Linked DNA regions of Macaca mulatta: all the other regions are linked to region 1. A link is a contact called in public Hi-C data. All regions are on one chromosome and are shown on one strand. The core of a region is the stretch at or near the end of the contact, and the rest is flanking DNA. Distances in the headings are between cores, read along the strand shown.

What was found. Hi-C and Micro-C count contacts between places; a contact is called where the count stands out from the background.
Region 2: a Hi-C map of fetal cortex germinal zone shows a contact between it and region 1, with 1.9 times the contacts expected there. The contact joins the enhancer-like site here to the promoter of DOCK4 in region 1. A contact is called at or near these places in 2 of 14 Hi-C or Micro-C datasets (fetal cortex germinal zone and liver).
Region 3: a contact with region 1 is called in a Hi-C map of liver, with 3 times the contacts expected there. The contact joins the promoter of IFRD1 here to the promoter of DOCK4 in region 1. A contact is called at or near these places in 4 of 14 Hi-C or Micro-C datasets (CD4 T cells, fetal cortex germinal zone, fetal cortical plate and 1 more).

What each region holds. Positions count from the first base shown.
Region 1 is chr3:151,807,610-151,811,433 of T2T-MMU8v2.0, forward strand. DOCK4 (dedicator of cytokinesis 4) reads right to left here and starts at 1,908. Exons shown (of 51, transcript XM_077997203.1): 1 at 1,608-1,908. The coding sequence starts at 1,644. ZNF277 (zinc finger protein 277) reads left to right here and starts at 2,208. Exons shown (of 12, transcript XM_015134763.3): 1 at 2,208-2,313.
Region 2 is chr3:151,999,706-152,004,114 of T2T-MMU8v2.0, forward strand. No RefSeq gene overlaps it. Among named protein-coding and RNA genes, the nearest start is that of IFRD1, 59 kb to the right of the region's middle. Within about 2 kb of position 1,431, at least 14 of the 40 cell types and tissues checked have an H3K27ac peak or open chromatin away from gene starts, as enhancers often do. A contact at or near this core is called in fetal cortex germinal zone, where this site is marked.
Region 3 is chr3:152,058,054-152,062,231 of T2T-MMU8v2.0, forward strand. It overlaps IFRD1 (interferon related developmental regulator 1), which reads left to right and starts at 2,915. Exons shown (of 12, transcript NM_001261783.1): 1 at 2,915-3,224. The coding sequence starts at 3,134.

The DNA.
Region 1 (3,824 bases), core at 658-3,157:
AGGAAAATAATAACCACTAACATCTACTCCTTGCCAGTCAAGAGGCTGGCAAAGACTCCCCTGACACTTTGAAGGAGGGAAAGCTGGAAACCTTTCCCAAAGGTGGGTTCAGGTCAAACTATTGTCTTGCTAATCAGTCACAATACAGAATGGAAGCTAATGTGAAATGTGGACATGACTTTGGTGAATCCTACAGTCCTTTCAATGGACCCCAAAGTCCTATCCCCAGGCAAAGTTGGGAAAAAAACAAAAATCCCCTCGGACTACGACTCCCTGGGAAGGCTTTCCAGATTCTTTAAATTGCAGGAAAATGAATTTAGAACATAAACAGATACCTACACATCATCTAAATCACTAGATCTGTCCTCAATTTTAAAACACACACACAAACTACACCAGTCGGCAGAACAGGGCATTATAGGAAATAAAGAGTGTTAGTAAAATCCATAATGCTTTCTCTCTGTTAGACCTTCTGGGAGGTTATAATTGCATTTGGCCGGCTGCAGGCTTGTCGGAGAGCCTGGCTTCTTAATAGTCTCAACCCTAAAAGGAGTAACTGTCAAGGGGCGACCCAGCTGAAATCAAACAACAAAAACGGGAACTGTAACCCGCCTGAAATGGGAGGAGGAAAAGGGAGACTCCTGTATTCATCAGTCAACATTAATGTCCTTTGTTGTTCACCTTTGCACAGAACAGCGAGCGCTATCCTGTTCCTTTTTCTCCGAACGCCAGTGTCAGGATATGCTTTCCTAAAAGCTATCTCCCTGCCCCCAAGAACCAGGCTTTCCTATCCCCCTCCCTATTATCACTCAGCAGCCCTGTATCGCCACACCGCCCCCACTGCGCTCACCCAGGGTCGAGAGGGTGGCCAGAAGTAAAAACACTGCTGAAATACCCGTTCTCCTCCAAAGACCAAAGAACCGAACGGCGCAGATGTTGAAATTTACCATTGCCCCCGCCCCGCAACACACACACCCCATAAACCCGGGATCACAGGGAGGGAGGAGGGTCAGAGAGGGCTCAGCCTGTCAGAGCGGCTCTCTCCAGGACCCTGCCACATTCCACACTCCGGGAATGTCGATCCGAGCCAGAGGGAAGGGTTTGCGCCTCCCTACTGTTTTGGGGGTGTTCTCTCTGCCCAAGTGTTGTTGTCTCCCTCTCCACCCAGGGGAACCGTTGCAGCTCCCTGTCGCTTTGGGGAAGAAGGGTAAGGAAGGAGAGAAACCCTGTTCGCCTCCTCTTCCAACTTGACACACACATACACACACAGAGACAGACAGACAGACACACACACACACACACACGCCCAGTTGCCACTCCAAACTCCGCAGGCAGAGCCCGAAGCGAGCGGGCCGGCCGCGCACTCCCCCAAGCTGTCCCGGCGCTCTGGGAATCTGTGCGGGGCGCGCCGAGCCGGCGGTGCGGGGCGAGAGCCTGGTGCGCAGCCCTCTGCCTGGAGCTGGCTCGGCAAAGCCCCGTACCCGCTGCGCGATGCCAGGATTAGGCATTTTCAGCCGGGCGGAGCAAGAGGGGCGCGGGGGCAAGGACGAGAAATGCGCACTCGCTCGGGCCAGAGCAGAATAAAAGTTCGCCCCGCGGAGACTCACCCACGCCGTATTTCTCGTGCTCCGTAGGTATCCACATGGCTAAAGGGGCTCCGGGGTCTTGAGGCTTTGTAATCCCCGCGCCCCTTCTCCGGTTCACAACAATGCACAGTCCCCGAGCAGCGCTGCAGCGCCGGAGCCCGGGGGCTTCGCGCGGGCTGCGGGCGCTGGGCAGGATCTGCGCTGGAGGCTCCTGAGCCCAGCGTTGACACTGCGCCGCCAGCAGCTCTCCCGGCGGCGGCTGCTCACAGTCCTCAGATGCGCTCCCGGGGACCCGGCGGCGCAGTCATTGTTCTGATTCACTGAACTAAGCGAACACGCCGGGGCACTCTCGGGCGCACCCCCGCCCGCCAGCGCCTAGTCCAGCCCTCCCGTCCCGGGGCCCCGCGGCACGCTGGGAATTGTAGTTCTGGGCTTCCCCATCCCGGAAGTGGGAGAGGCAATTGCGGTTCGAGGCGGGGATTCAGTTTTACTAATTACGTCCTATTGGCCCAGAGGGCGGTGTAGGTGTGGAGAAAACACCGCGTCGACGGGGAGTTCACCTCCAGTCGCATTTCTATTGGTGCCACCCCGCCTCTGCCCCGCCCTGCGGCCCTCCCTTTTCTTCTCTGCCGGGTAATGGCTGCTTCCAAGACCCAGGGGGCTGTCGTCCGAATGGAGGAAGACCGTGATGGGAGCTGCAGCACAGTCGGGGGTGTAGGTTATGGGGGTGAGTACGGTGCCCCGGAGGCGCGGCTGATGTGTCTTCCTTTCACTATGACCGGGAGTGCAACAGACCTCTGGTCTGACCCTAGGAGCCCTTTTAGCTCTGGGCCGCCTGGGTTCAACGGGGCCCCACGGGTGGTGGCCCAGAGGGATGGGGTGGAGCCGGGGGCGGCTACTTGGTTGGGGCTGCCCGGGGAGGGCGGAGAAAATGCCTTGGAATGGCCTTCCCCTCCGCCGGGGAAGCTCCCTGAGCGTTTGTCTTCTAGTTTGGAGCTCCCAGCTTTGCGCTAGCTGCTGAGTGGGTTTGGTTTAGGTCTGGTTCGCGCGCGTGTGTTTATAACTTTGGGATTAGCAGCTCTTTTTTTCCTCACCAGTACACTGCCTCGGTTTGCTTGGTTTGACCTTGCAGATGTGTTTTATTTAGCTTCCGTAGACTTTCCAGTCGCAGACTGGTGGTCAGTGCTATCCACTCTACACATTTGCCCAGTTTGCGAGTGAAGTGTCTTCTGAAGGGAAAGTATCTCACAACCTCCCTGTCGATAGTTAACTGCTCTGGGTGTTCTCCAGATTTGGATGTGGAGCCTGAGACATCTTCCCAGTCTCTGGGTCCTTAGAGAAAGAAAAGGAAAGTGGTAGATAATTCGCACTCGTGGCTTCAAAGAACATTTGAAAAGGGTTATGAAAATCATCACAACTTTGGCTGTACCTGACTTTCAAGTTGTCCTCTGATCCACTGTAGGAATAAAAAACCAAATTTTGAAAGCTGCAGGGGGATTGTGTTTAGGACTCTTTTACCCTTAGTCTATCGCTCCCCCATTCCCCCCACCCCATTTTTGCCTTGGTGTGTAATTTAGCACAAGTTATCTTTTTCTGATGAACATGGTTTGGGGCTTAAATATGGTTCTCAGACTGTTGAGACTTTGTTTTTCGGTTTATTTGTTTTTGCTTTCACAGTTAAATTGATATCATCTTAAATATTTACCTCAGCGGCACAGAGATGAAGTGCAGTTTTTTCCCACTTCCCAACTGTGGAACTCCCTACTCTGAAATTATTTTAGTACCCCTACCAAACAAATCTTTGGTAGTCTCCTGAGTTAAATATTGAGTTTAACACCCCAATGGTTTATTATTGGGTTGGTTATATATTGGGCTATCGGATGGTAACAAACTATTAAGGTTTCCTAGATTCTCAAAGTTCCAGAGGGCTACGAGTTTGAGATCAAAAGATACACTCTTTGGTGAATTTATCTCACAGTCTAACTTATTTTAAAAACTGCACTTTGGGAGGCCGAGACGGGCGGATCACGAGGTCAGGAGATCGAGACCATCCTGGCTAACACGGTGAAACCCCGTCTCTACTAAAAAAATACAAAAAACAGGGCGAGGTGGCGGGCGCCTGTAGTCCCAGCTACTCGGGAGGCTGAGGCAGGAGAATGGCGTGAACCCGGGAGGCGGAGCTTGCATCCGGCCACTGCGCTCCAGCCTGGACGACAGAGCGAGACTACGTCTCAAAAA
Region 2 (4,409 bases), core at 181-2,680, 190 kb after region 1:
ATGTGACTCTTCTCTGTACACACCCTGCAGGATCTGGAAAGCTTATGAGTGGAGGAGGCAACAAAACTAGAGGAACCTCAAGACAATTCCCAGGTCATAGAAACCAAGCCATCCCTCCCTTCCTTTCATAAGAGAAGTTTCTCCTAGTTAAACAAGATTATACAAAATGAACACATATTTCATTTATAAAGCCCATATGGCCATCCCAATATAGATAAGATGATAGCGATAATGGTGTAATTCAGCACTACCAGGAAAGAACACCTGTCCCACCTCACTCCACCCCATATATACATACACACACGTATACACACCTATACACGTGTACCTCTCTTTGTCTCAGTAATGACTGAAATTCGTCTAACTATGGGCAATATGGTATGGAGGGGTATGATCGAGTACTCCCACGCCAGATGACTGAGTTTGAATTCTGGCTTCAACGCCTACTAGCTTTGTGGCCTTGGGCAAGGTTTAACTTCTCTGTGCCTCAGTCTCCTCATCTGTAAAATGGGGATGGCATACGATTTTTGTCCTAAGTAAATAGAGTACTGCTTGTAAAGTGCTTAATATATTGCCAGTCACATAGTAAGTGCTGCATATGTATCAACCACATTCAGGCCCTGGTTCCAGCAGGTACCGGTCTTTGGCCTTGGGGAGTCATTTCATCTCTCTGGACCTCAACTCGCTCACATGTAAAATGATGATAATAACCCTGCACTGCTTACTTCTCAGGATCGTCGTGAAGGCCTCATAAAATAATACGTGGACAGTGCCTTGAAAAGCAGCAACCCCATGTAAATGACCGGCTTGTTTCTTATCCTAGGTCTATGTAGATGGCTTGAGAGCACAGTGGTTCTCACACTTGTCAAGAAATCAGACTATTTTCTCCTTTGTGGAGCAAACTGCTTCTACTTCAAGTCTTGGCTTAGAGGTCACTTCTGTAGGAAAACTTCCCTGATCCCCCCTACTCTGGATAACTGTGTTAGGTGCCCCTTTGACACCCTCCCTAGCACACCATACCTACCCTTATCATTGCAGTTATGTATGTATTGTCAGTATTTGCTTACTTGTCTGATTTTGAGATCCCTGAAGACAAGAATAACTGTGTCTGGGGTCACCTCTATGTCCTTAGCACTTATTTCAATGTCTAGCACATGCTCAAGAGATATCTGCTTAATAAACTCCAGATTCAAAGAGCCCACTCCCACTGGATATATTCACTCCAATGATATTTCAGAGGCTTCTCATTCTTACTATCTTCAATTGGAACTGGTTCTAACCGGTTATCTAACTTACCTAACTTATTACTTATTTAACTTAGCTGATTTAACTTTCTAATTCATTTCCTGTTGCTCTCGATGCTCCCACTCACTTTGTTCTGTGCTGTTCTCCCAATATACCAGGCACGCGGCTGCCTCAGAGCCACGGGGCACGCGTCCGCTTGAGAAACACCGGGCACGCGTCCGCCTCAGAAACACCGGGTACGCGTCCCCCTCAGAAACACCGGGCACGCGTCCGCCTGAGAAACACCGGGCAGGCGTCCGCCTGAGAAACACCGGGCAGGCGTCCGCCTGAGAAACACCGGGCATGCGGCTGCCTCAGAGCCACCGGGCACGCGTCCGCCTGAGAAACACCGGGCACGCGTCCGCCTGAGAAACACCGGGCACGCGTCCGCCTCAGAAACACCGGGCACGCGTCCGCCTGAGAAACACCGGGAGGCGCCCGCCTCAGAAACACCGGGCACGCGGCTGCCTCAGAGCCACCGGGCACGCGTCCGCCTGAGAACCACCGCGCACGCGTCCGCCTCAGAAATACGGGGCACGCGGCTGCCTCAGAACCACCGCGCACGCGTCCGCCTCAGAAATACGGGGCACGCGGCTGCCTCAGAACCACCGCGCACGCGTCCGCCTGAGAAATACCGGGCACGCGTCCGCCTCAGAAATACGGGGCACGCGGCTGCCTCGGAACCACCGGGTACGCGTCCGCCTCAGAAACACCGGGCAAGCGTCTACCTTGGAACCACCAGGCACGCGCTGTCTCAGCACCAGCAGCCATGCTTCTACCTCAGAACCTTTGCATTTGCTGTTCCCTCGTCCTGGAACACTATTCCACGTCCACATGGCTTTCTTCCTCATCTCCTTCAGGGATTTGCTCAAATATTCTGTTTTAGTGAGGCTTCCCCTGAATATCTTTTAAAAAATAACAATCACTCTCCCTCAGGCCTTCCTGATTCTCTCTTCCAATCTTATTTTCCTTCATTGCAATTTTTTTTTTTTTTCTAAGACAGGGTCTGTCTCTGTCGCCAAGGCTGGAGAGCGGTGGCACAATCACAGCTCACTGCAGCTTCAACTTTCTGGGCTCAGGTGATCCTCCTCTCAACCTCCCAAGTGGCTGGGTCCACAGACACGTGCCATCATGCCTGGTTATCTTTTATTTTTATTTTTGTATAGACGAGGTGTCACCATGTTGCCCAGGCTGGTCACAAATTCCTGGCCCCAAGTAATACGCCCACTTTGGCCTTCCAAAATACTGGGGTCACATGTGTGAGCCACCGTGCCCAGCTCCTCCGTCCTGTACCACCCTCACATACTGTGTAGCTATTTACCTGTTATCTGTCTCCCCTCACTAACTTATAAGCTCCATAAGAGCAGGGATTTTTGTCAGTTTTGTTGGCTGCTTTAGAATAGTGGCTGGCACATAATAGGCATTCGGTAAATATTGCTTGAATGAATAAATCTTGTTTGAATGAATAAATATTGTTTGAATATTAAATATTGTTTGAATGAATAAATCTTAAACAGAGTGTGTGATATAAAATGTAAGATTTCCTTTATGACTTGGGGTCATGTACATCTGGCTGGGCGTTCTTCCTGACCACCCATCCTTCTATTCTCATCCAAGCAGAGTTCCTCACTTTCTCCTCTTTATTACTCCTGTTCCTTACACATGCTTTTATAGTTAGACCCATCACACTGAATTATAATTTATTTATAAACCTGTTTGCTTTCCTCCCCTTGCTGTAGGCTCCTTGGGGTAGTAACTGCATTTAAACTATTTCTAAATCCTCAGTATCCTGAACAGCATCTGGAACTTTGCAGGCACCAGTGAAATATCAGCTGGAACGCATTACCCATACCTGAAAGACTAGGTGCAGATACAGTGACCGATTTCGTTTGTTGTTCTGTCGTGTGCAGTTATGTCCCTGATATAGTTTGGATACTTGTCCCCGTCCAAATCTCATGGCGAAATATAATCCCCAATGTTGGAGGTGGCAGCTGGTGGGAGGGTGATTAGATCATGAGGATGGATTTCTCGTGAATGCTTTAATGCCATCCCCTTCGTGCTGTTCTTGCAATAGTGAGTGAGTTCTCGTGAGATCTGGTTGTTTAAAAGTGTGTGGCATCTCCTCACCTCTCTCTTGCTCCTGCTCCCTCTTCATCTTCTGCCATGATTGTGAGATGCTGGCGCTATGCTTCCTGGACAGCCTGCAGAACTGTGAGCCAATTTAACCTCTTTTCTTAGAAATTATCCAGCCTCGGCTATTTCTTTATAGCAATGCAAGAATGGCATAATGCAATTCCCATCCGTTTCCCTCCGATTACTGAATCCTAAGATCAGAGAATGTCTGCTTGGCATGTGGAAGTCCTCAGGAAGAATGAGAAACTGTTGGTCCATCTCCCCCATCTTCAGCTCCCTCTACATGGGACAAGCTTCTAGCATCCCACCTCTGAGAGCAAAGAGCCAACGTGGCAGCTCCTTGACCCTCCAATTTGCCTCCTCCTTCTCTGCTCACATTACCCCCAGCTCCATCCAACACTGCTGACAGGACTGGTTGGTCCCCTGCCTGCTTCCCTTCTTTCTTTCTTAATGTAAAATCTTCAGTGCTCTGCCCTAAGCCCCTTTCCTTTCTCATATGATCTTCCTTTGATGGTCTTGTTTTTTTTTGTTTGTTTTTTTTTTTGAGATGGAGTCTTGCCCTGTTACCTAGGTTGGAGCGCAGTGGCGTGATCTCGGCTCACTGCAACCTCTGCCTCCTGGGTTCAAGCAATTCTCCTGCCTCAGCCTCCTGAGTAGCTGGGATTACAGGTGTGCGCCTGCACGCCCAGCTAATTTTTGTATTTTTAGTAGACAGGGGGTTTCGCCATGTTGGCCAAACTGGTTTCGAACTTTTGACCTCAGGTGATTCGCCCACTTAGGCCTCCCAAAGTGCTGGGATTACAGGAGTGAGCCACTGTGCCTGGCCCTTTGATGGTCTTATCTATTCCTGTTCTACCTGTGACAATGCCATAAAACCTAGGATCTTAGGACTATTGAGTATGAAGTACCCTCTTGACAACCTAAACTTTGGTTTCTCAACCCTATCATTGGCAAATGACCTTCACCATTTCCACCCTATCAGTTTACTGCAT
Region 3 (4,178 bases), core at 1,665-4,164, 250 kb after region 1:
GATCTTTCCTGAAGAAAAAAGCAAAATCTGGAGTCCCTTTTCCTGTTCCCTTTCGTGCTTCCCCTTCCTTTCTGGTATTTGTAATCATTTAGTGACTTGATGTTTGGAGTCTTCTAATTTCTTTAAACATGATGCAAAACAGTATGTGGAGCTGAAGACCACTGTCCCATGAGGAGTTGGGCTAAAGCTTTGTGATATTTGCATTGGTCTGGAGCTAAACTGTAGATGTAAAACTATAGTAAGGTAATTTTATCAAAAGTACACTATCTCTCAGAATTCATTATACTGAAGGCTATACTTCACGTATGTAGTGATAAGTAGTTTCTCCCTTTCCTTGATCCAGAATGTATGTATGTAGTGATACATAAGTTTTTGCCTTTCCTTGATCCAGAAAAATCTAGTCAACAATTATTTCTTAAATGTTCATTTAACTATATGTACACTGACTATAATTTCAATTTCAAATGTAACACTTCTTTTTGTGCCATGAGGGATACAGAAATGATGAAACCAAGATTTTTTCAAGTTCTTGGGTCTACAGATTTAAAAAAAAGAAAAAAAAAAGAAAGAAAAGTAAGAAAAAAGAAAAAAACAAATTAAAATAAAAAAAGATTTTTGTTCTTAGAAAGCTGATAATTTCATGAGATGACACATGTGTTCACAAATAAATGTAAAACAAGTATGTATATGATGTGGTGGGCCATGGCCAGGCCTGCCCAAGAAAAACTAAGTGGATGTGAAAGGATTTGGAAAAAAAGCCCCAGCCCCAAATGCAAAGCACACATTTCCAGGGCTGGAACCTGGACGTTAGGCCTAGGTGATGTGCCTCCAGAGTGGTAAAACTGTTGCCTTATGTATAGTACAAGTTGTTTCTGGATGGTGAAGAGCCTAGGGTTATTAAAGTTATTGAGTCTACAATTCTATGAGACATCTCATTCCCTGTAGGCCCTGTCACTGAGTTGCAGTGTGCCTCTAGATACAAGGAGTCAGTGCGAGCTGCTTCCTCCCCCGCAACCTGCCTCTGCATCTGGTTTCTGTGCTCTGTGCAGTTTACTGGCTGCTTCAGGATTAAACAAAGTAAAAGCAACCCTGAAATGTTGCCCATTTTAGCATCTTTGAGTAGGCCGTGTGGGGAGGTAGTAAGTGCCATTAGGCGTTATTAGGATGAGTATCAAAGAGTTGTGAGGAGGAAGAAACAATTCTGGCTGGAGGCTTCAGGAAGGTGGCAGCATGAGCTACCTCTTGAAAGGCGGATAAAATTTCTTAAGGTGAAGATGGGAGGAAAGGCATTACAAGAAGAGGAAAGAATATGAATGAGGAAATGGAGGTAGGAGAACAGAGCTGTGTATTGGAAATGAAAAGCATCCCATTTGGCTGAAGAACAAGGACTGTATGAGGAAGCAGTGAAAGATGAGGCTGGAAAGGGAGTCAGGGCCAGGCTAAGAAGGTTGGCATTTAAAAATTAGTCATGGGAACCATGGAATGTTTTTGAGCAACTATTAAAGCAGGTGGATTAGTAAAACAGAGGACACACAAATAAATCTGGCAGCATTACTGAGCATGAAACATGGAAGAAAAGACTGGGAGGTCGCTTAAAATGCCCAGGCATGAACTGAGGTCACATGTGATCACAGAATAGGACAGGAATTTAAGAGTGTTATTTTAAAACTAATTGCTTTGTGTGTGTGTGTGTGGGGGGGTGCATCAAAGAGAAAAAAGACTGAGAATTTGAGTTTTGGAATTTAACATATGGGAGGATAATAAATAGTACAGTGAACAAAGGGAAGACAGGAAGAAGGAAATATAGTATTTGTTTCAGAGATGTGGGGTTGAGGTACAAGTGGAATATTCTGGTGGAAATGTGCTACAGGCAATTGAAAATAGAAGAATATAGCTCAGCTGAGAGGTGGAGTGGCAGATGACTCACATACATTGAGGTGAGTCAGGGACTTTCATCTGTCATAAGCATAGTATATGAACCTAATAACAGGCTCTAAATACTTGACAAATGTCCTAACAAGGAAGTCAGAGATCTAGGAGAGTCTTGAGAAAAAAAGCAAAACTGCGATTATTGATATGTATAACTTATGTTTGTTTTACCAGCTGTGAAGTTCTCAGAAACTTCTATCCTCAATTGACCTCCCAACTGGCAGGTAGTATTGCCAAGGGACACATTCTTGAATAGAAACCCACAATGCTGAATTGCCATATATTCCTAGTCTAGAATCTGAGATATACACGAACTCCATAACTAAGTAGACGAAAGCATCCCTTTTTTGGGGGGCTGGGGGGGGGGCACATAACCCTGAACCACGGTCCAATTACAGGTACAGTACTGATGATGGCTAGTTCATGGAACTAGTTAAAACTAAAACCATGGAAATGTTCCCCAGGAGAGGTAGGACTGTGTGCCTGGCAGGTGCCGCAGGGAAGTAGGGGAAAGGTTAAGGAGAACATCAGCCTCCGGAGAAAGAGAAGCAAAGGTGATTGCATAGCTGCCAGCTGGAAGCTGACTCCTGTCATCGGGCGTACTCGCCCCCATTGCGCATCGCCGGTGCCTACCTCACCCAGTTCCAAGGCGGGGGCCGAGCGGAGGCAGGGGTGGGGTCACCAGGAGAAAAGGAAGTGGGCAGAAAAGCCCGTAGGGAAGAGAGGGCTGGAAGGAGGCCCCGGCCCCAGCCTTACTACGTTTCCCAGAATTCAATGAGGCCACGAAGACAGGCTCCATGGGCGCGGACGGAAGACCGGCCGCATGGGATTTGTAGGCAGGATCCGCGCCCCGCCCGAAGGACGATTCTAGCGGGGAGGTGTGCAGGGATTGGCTGAGGAGCGCTCAAGTCCCGCCTACATGATGACGTCAGGCGGCGGTCTTGCTACTTAAGGCGTCGAGGCCTCGCCTGCCCCGCCTTAGCTCCCGCGCTAGAGAGAAACATGTATCGTTTCCGATCACAGCTCTTCACGGGGATTTCTGCTGCCGCCACCGCCCACTCTTACCCCCGCCGTTTCTCGCCTCTGTTGTTAGCCGAAGACTCGCCTCTCAGCCGCCCGCCGCACAGACGCACGAGTAAAAAGTGCAGCTCCATCGGCTGATCTTCGCTAAGCTCCGACTCTAGGCGGCACCGGGCGTCCCACGATGCCGAAGAACAAGAAGCGGAACACTCCCCACCGCGGTGGCAGTGCTGGCGGCGGCTCAGGAGCAGCTGCAGCGACGGCGGCGACAGCAGGTAAGGGGTATCCCCGCCGCCGGCATCCCGGTTGCCGGCCAGGCTGGCAAGTCTCCCATGCTTGGGCACGGTGGGAGTTGTAGTTCTTTCTCTGCTCTACACGTTTGCGTTTCCAGGGTGCGTGGTTTGGCTACTGAACTACAATTCCCAGCGTGCCCTGGGCGCCGCTCCTCGCGCGATTTAATCTGGCTTGCGAACCGGACTCTTGGGCACCGGCTGTGGGGGCGGGGAGGAATGGGTCCATGGGCCTGAGAGTGTGTGGGAACAGGGGCTGACCGGGAGCTGGGCGGGAAAGGAACTATTCTCAGAGTTCCTTTCTCTGCGGCGCTCTCTCCCTATCTTTCCCTGACCACGGGTGGGGAAGAACAGGGAGTTGGGTCCATGCCGTCACTGGTCGCCTTTGAGCGCCCGGCTCCAGTATGGAGCTCCTGGGATGCCAAACGTCCGGCGGGTTTGGACGAGCTCTTGCGTCACGCGGCCTGGGCCTTGCGCGGTGGGCCCAGGGTGACGCAGAGGCGTCGGGGAAGTTTTCCGTCCCGCCTGTCCACCTGGCCAGGCGGAGGCCTCGGAGGCGGGGGGACCACTTTCTCCCCCCTAGGCTGTGCTCCTGCCCCTAACTGGCACCTACAGAAGCCCCGAACCTCTAGCACCTCTGCGATCACCCGAGGCGACCTCCTGCTCACGGGGGAAAGAAACGCGTTCCCCTTTGTGCTGCATTCTATATGTTCTCTGCAGTGAGCCCCAGAGAGCCAGGGTGTTGGGGAGCTTAGGTTGCAGTTGGCTAAAAGTTGAGGTTATTGTGCCCTCGCTACGAAGTCGAAGTTTTTCCTGGGTGGGATGGGTAGGTGCTTAACCGAATTTATGGTTTTCTACTTATCATATGGTTAAGAAAAAGGATTCCAATTGGAATTGGAAGGCCCTTCTAGGAGAGACCCCAGTAAACTCAAATCGAGT